2 separate regions of the Anas platyrhynchos genome follow, and region 2 is linked to region 1. Evidence: chromatin contacts called from public Hi-C data. All regions are on one chromosome and are shown on one strand. The core of a region is the stretch at or near the end of the contact, and the rest is flanking DNA. Distances in the headings are between cores, read along the strand shown.

What was found. A called contact is a pair of places that touch in the nucleus more often than the background predicts.
Region 2: a contact with region 1 is called in a Hi-C map of F1 follicle, with 3 times the contacts expected there. The contact joins the promoter of AMMECR1 here to the enhancer-like site in region 1. A contact is called at or near these places in 4 of 8 Hi-C or Micro-C datasets (F1 follicle, liver, skeletal muscle and 1 more).

The regions. Positions count from the first base shown.
Region 1 is chr10:5,654,595-5,657,328 of IASCAAS_PekinDuck_T2T, reverse strand. The region is part of intron 5 of TMEM164 (transmembrane protein 164); the gene reads right to left. Among named protein-coding and RNA genes, the nearest start is that of TMEM164, 36 kb to the right of the region's middle. Within about 2 kb of position 1,393, at least 3 of the 8 cell types and tissues checked have an H3K27ac peak or open chromatin away from gene starts, as enhancers often do. A contact at or near this core is called in F1 follicle and subcutaneous adipose tissue, where this site is marked.
Region 2 is chr10:5,780,013-5,782,843 of IASCAAS_PekinDuck_T2T, reverse strand. AMMECR1 (AMMECR nuclear protein 1) reads left to right here and starts at 1,442. Exons shown (of 8, transcript XR_003499601.3): 1 at 1,442-1,643. All of the region lies in intron 5 of LOC110351905, which reads right to left.

The DNA.
Region 1 (2,734 bases), core at 144-2,643:
AAGAAAGTCTTTGTACTACCTCCCCAGCTGCAGGATAAAGAAAACATACTTTGACTCGCAAAGTTTTTTTTTTGTTGCTTATGCAGACTTATGGGCATGTTTAGCCTAGATGCAAAACATGAGATAAAATTTAAATAAGGTATAGAAGAAGAATAGTTCAGTTGGAAGCAGCCTACATAGATCAAAGTCCACCTGCCTGATCACTTCAGGACTAAACAAAAGTTAAAGCATATTTACTGAGGGCATCATTCAGGTGCTTCTTGAACACGGACAGACATGGGGCATCTAAAACAGCTTCCAGAAACTGGCAGAGTAGTGCTATATCATATTCAATTTCACATGAACTTGCCTAGTTGGCAGCTGCTTACGTTATAACAGAAGTTTCTGTAAAGTCTGAGAACAGATTCTAAAGAAGTAAACACTCAGAAAAACTATAATAGACCTCAATATTGGGAACGATTTGGGAGACCTACAGTGCAGTGTGTAAACACTGAAATAGACAAGTGAGCCTAACTATGAAACAGGATTGGTGGGAGAATACAGTCATTAAAAGACCCAAGTATTAGTCTTTTAAGTAAAATTGCACAAGATTACAAAATGGATCAGTGACATAGTTTGGCTTTGAAACGCAGCTTCTTGTGGCCAGCTCCAATCTAGTGAAGGAATCATGTTTCAGAAGTCACTTAGGAGAACTGTTCAGGTTCCTACAGCTGTGAATTTCACACTGCTACATCCTCTCTTTGTTCCAAGACTTAAAAGGAGAAAAACATGGTGACTCTCACCCACTACAGACTCTCAATCTTGCTATATAAGAGAAAATTTCCTCCTTGCTAGACTTTGCAATCCTGAGAACGATAGTGTGATTTTCAGCAGTATCTTTATCTGGACATCAAGGGACAAAAAGGAAACAATGACCTCCACAGAAAAGCATTTCAGAGAGCTTTGGATTCCCACATGCATTTGGGGGAACTAATTTTAAATTAATACCTGGGATATTTTCTGTACATTTGTCACTGAGTAAATAATCACTATAGATTTTATTACTGTACTGTCCTGCTATTTAACAGATGCCTGCTTAACAGAGCAGTGTGATCTATTTTCTATAGTACACAGTCTGCTAATGAAAACATACAAACAGGAAAATTGAGATCCAGCTGAGTGGCTGTTTGAATGGCCTGTGTTGTCTTTGGCAAAAGCTATTTGCTGCTTACACGAGAAATCAATTTCAATATGTGGCAGTGAGTTTCACTATCTCTCTATCCACAAAGGATCACAGGCAGTTCTTATACGTTAAGCACTTTCAAAAATTTAATCCAGCTGCCAGTCTGGCACTAATCTCATTCTCGGAAACGCTCATGCCCCAGACAGTTGAGACTGTTTCAAATCAGGGTCATCCAAGTAGGCTGTATGTTTGTTCCTGTGTTGAAATAGCATGGCAGTGCATCTTTCAGTTTAGATTAAACTTCATTATTTCAGTAGCACTGATAGGAAGGACTTCATATAGGTTGAGGGCCTTGGGATTCTTCATCGGCTTCTGCAGCAAGGAGTTGCGTGACCTTGAACAAGCTATGCAGTTAATTTTGCCATTTACAAAATGGAAGTGTGGCTTGAATAATCTAAAGATCAACACAGAGACTCAATTTATTTTATATTGGTTTCCATCTTCCCCTGCAAAGTCTTGTGTTAGTTGCAGTGTTATAAATGTCTAGTGTCTTAGGAATTACTGATATTTATTTAAAGTTATCAAATAATAGGATCGTAAAAATTTGAATGCAATTTACTAGAAAGGAAAACAGAATGCAGTACAGTTATTCCTGCTTGAATAGGAGAATTAGAACCTAAATACAGTATATTTTTTTAATTTGATAGGGTTTAAAAATAATCCCTCTTTCCTAATTAATGTCTTGCTTTATTTGCTACTATATTTAATAGAGATGTTTCAGTTTTCCGGCCCCAAACATTCTCCTTTTGTAGTCTCCTAACTAGAGCTATACATACTTGATCCAGAACTCTGAGCAACTGTTGCAATTCCTTCATTTTCAAGCTGTAAAAAGGCGAGGGCAAACTTAATTCCGTTTTATTTCCCTTAATCAAGGGGTTAATTTCAATAGTGTATTTTGATCTATTGAGCTAGCCTAAAGAACGAACTTCCTTTCCAGGGGGAGAACAGAAAAACTGTTCTCCAGAGGATGAGCTAGTTATCACCTGAAATCTGCAATTTCCCCTACAGTTGTTCTGAATTTATGGGCAGATTTCAAAACACAACCTTATACCAGGAGATTTTTATTCCCCAACCGTCAGCTACTCTTGTCAAAATCACCTTGGACAGGAGATCTTGTATTACTTGCTCCTGTCAGGAGCGACTTTTGATAGTCCATAAAGAAGGCTCTTCCTTTTCCTTCACATTGTTAGTCATTCTTCCATATACTGGTAAAAATAAAATAAAATAAAATTGCTCAACTTCTCAGTCTCTTGCATGTAGAGGGAAGTCTTTAACAGACCTTGGGCCCAGTCAGAACATCCTTTTTTAGCTCAAGTGTTTCACAGTAGGAACTGCCCAGTGCATGAAGCTCAGTGGGTCACGTCACAGACACTGTCTCCTCCTCTTCCTCTCCAGCTCTCTTAAATCTTCGAACAAGACCAGCTTGAAATGCTCGAGCTGCAGAAGAGCCTGCAGCCCAGCACACAGCTCCAGCTGCCAAGTGCCACAGCTGCCCTGCTGCTCCAAGTGCCA
Region 2 (2,831 bases), core at 193-2,692, 130 kb before region 1:
GGCATTCTCTGCCTTTGTAAATGTGCAACTTAACTACTTCTTTATTTTCATAGGACAAATGCCTAACTCCTTAGCCCCAGAGAACTTCGCTGTAGCATGAAACGACAGCAACTAGTATATATTAAATATATTCCCATACACACAGCATTTGCAAGACAAAATGCTCTGATATTCTTAAAGAAGTATAGTTTCATGGCTTGTCCTTTAAAGTGGACAGTCCTACGGAATGATCACACATCTCTGTGGCTGAAGCACATTACCCATGTTGTTCTCCTTACGATGCCATTATTGTCTGGCATGACTTGACAATCTGATGGCAAAACAAACGCACACTGAAGTAAGGGCAATATCCAGCCTTTTTTCTCAGATGCATAATTGTTTTCCAAAAGCAGCAGCTTCTCATAACCCAGTCCCATGTGGCTGAACCTAACCCAGATATAGCACTGAAAGCTCTTTCCCTTTTCAGTGTCAGTACAAAGAAAACCGGGGACTAGCTCCTAGCCCATGCTCTGGCAGCTTTAACACTGTCCTAAATAGGTTACTGAGGATTACTTTTGGCACTATTTGGGAAACTTAAATGGCTTCAAGCCAATGTACCCAGCTTTGTGCCAACTGCTTCTTGTTCTCTTCTAAATCAGGGAAGTAACATAAAAAAGTGCCAGGGAGCAAGCTGAGGGCTGGGGCTGAAGGATGCTACACTCCAGCGATCTGTGTGAGCACAGGGAATCCATAGGCGCCACCTCTACAGACCAGAACAACCTGGAGCAGTCCTTAGGCTCCTGTCATTTGTTCTGGGCACAGCACAGAGACACCAGTGTCTCCTCTGAGGCTGTGACACTCTAGCGATTCTTGAAATTTTGTCCATAAGTCACTGCTTGCAGAAAAAATTCTCAAAGTGTTATAGCACCCTTTCTCCTGCAAAATGTTACCTGAAATGTTTTCACTCTGTGGGACTACAAATGGCTTAAAGGAGGAATTTAACATACACCCCACAGAAGGCAGAGGTTTTCAGAAATTAGAACCGTGCAATTTCCAAGACCTCTGCAAAACATCAGCTTGCCTGACTGCTTTGAAATTTATTAAGTACGGCACTGCTACAAAATAGTCTCACTGCATCAGAGATGTTGCAGTTGAAAAGAACTTTTTTGGTCATTTTTCCTCTCCAGTCTCCTGTTGCAGAACTTTCTTCCATGCTGAACTCCGAAGGGTTAACTGGCATTGCTTGGAGGAGGGGGAAATCAGAGGTCAGCTCATGTTCTGATACCAGTGAACTCACAAGTTACTCCTTAAACATGTGGTTTCATCGTAGGTTCTTCCTGCCAGCAATTTCTCACTTTAATCATACACCCACAGCAACCCAGATCTTTAAATTCAGCAATTCTTTCTCAGGTTTCAGCAAGTCATTGGCAGCCTGAGCTATTTTTGGGATATTTTCTCTACTGCAGATGCAGCTTAGGAAAACGCAGGGAGCATGCTAAAGACCTGCAGCTATTTGCCTTGTACAATTTGCTCATTTCTCTTTATTTCTCTGTTTTCCTGCACTGATCACTTAAAGGACAATCTCTCTTGCAAACAAAATCCCCGGAGCCTGATTAGAGGGACTGAAGGCTCCCAGACACGGATTGCCTGCCAGCCACAGCACGGTAAGGACATGGACACTTTTGGCTAGCCTTGCATTGCAGTTTTTTAAGCTTTGCTGAACGTTTATTTGTGTCCATCGCTTCCAAATCAACACTGCTGGCATGGCAGGCAGTCTCCAGCTCCTGGTCTCCATTTTCATTCCCTAAAATCCTCAGCACTTGTAAGTAACACATTTATACTCACCGTCTCTTTGTGTGTTCTAGAAATCAGTGACTGACACTAATTTTGATCAGTGCCAGGGGTTTTTTGTTTTACTTACATTTTAGCATCTTTTACAGATCTGTAATTTTTAATCCTTACTGAAACTGTGGGTATTTCTATTGCCTGATCTTCTCTATTTTAGGTATATTGTTAGTCTCGTTATTTAGCTCAGCAAATAATTCAAATCAGGGACTTGTTTTATATACTGTAGATGAAAACATTATAAAAAGACCTGCTATTGTTGGTTTACAATTATATACATATCTTCTCTTGTGCACAGGCTCTGCTATAATACCTTAAAGCTGCCACACAGCAGTGTGCTAACGTTACAAAGACAAATACGCTGTAAAACCAATGCAGCAGACTGAGTTGTACTAAAAATGAATCGGTTTTATCGTGCAGTTCTTCATACACAGGCTCACAGAAATGCATGAAGTAAGCTCTGCAAGAATGATGAGATTCCTGTTTTACAGGACATACCGTTTTATAGAAGTACTTGTAAGAATATTTTACTTATACATACTACTGCAGGAAGATTAACACAGTTCTTTTCCTAATGAACGTACAAACCAAATTCTGGGAATTTGTGGTAACCGAAACTGGAGAAGGGATTCTTCTGGTCCTTCCCTTCCTGTACTTGAGGCTTCTCTGAGAAACTGAATTGTTTTATCCTTTCCAGATTACTGGTATGATGATTGCAAAAAGAGAAACCTCCTGAGGGCTTAATGTACAGCATCCAAATCTTTGACTGCAACTTGGTGTCTGCTGTCCTGCTGAGAGGTTTTAGAAAGCCTGACTTTGCACTTGAGGTAGGGAGGCCTTCAGATAGAGGAAGCAATCAGAAGCTATCTGTATCTGCTGCCAGGACAGACAAGAACATAATGGACAAATGTAGCCCCATTGTCTTGCCTATGAAAATGCTTAGGTATTACAGTCTGCAGAAGAAGCAAAAGTCAGCACATCCTTCCAAATGGTATTTTAGGAGTTAA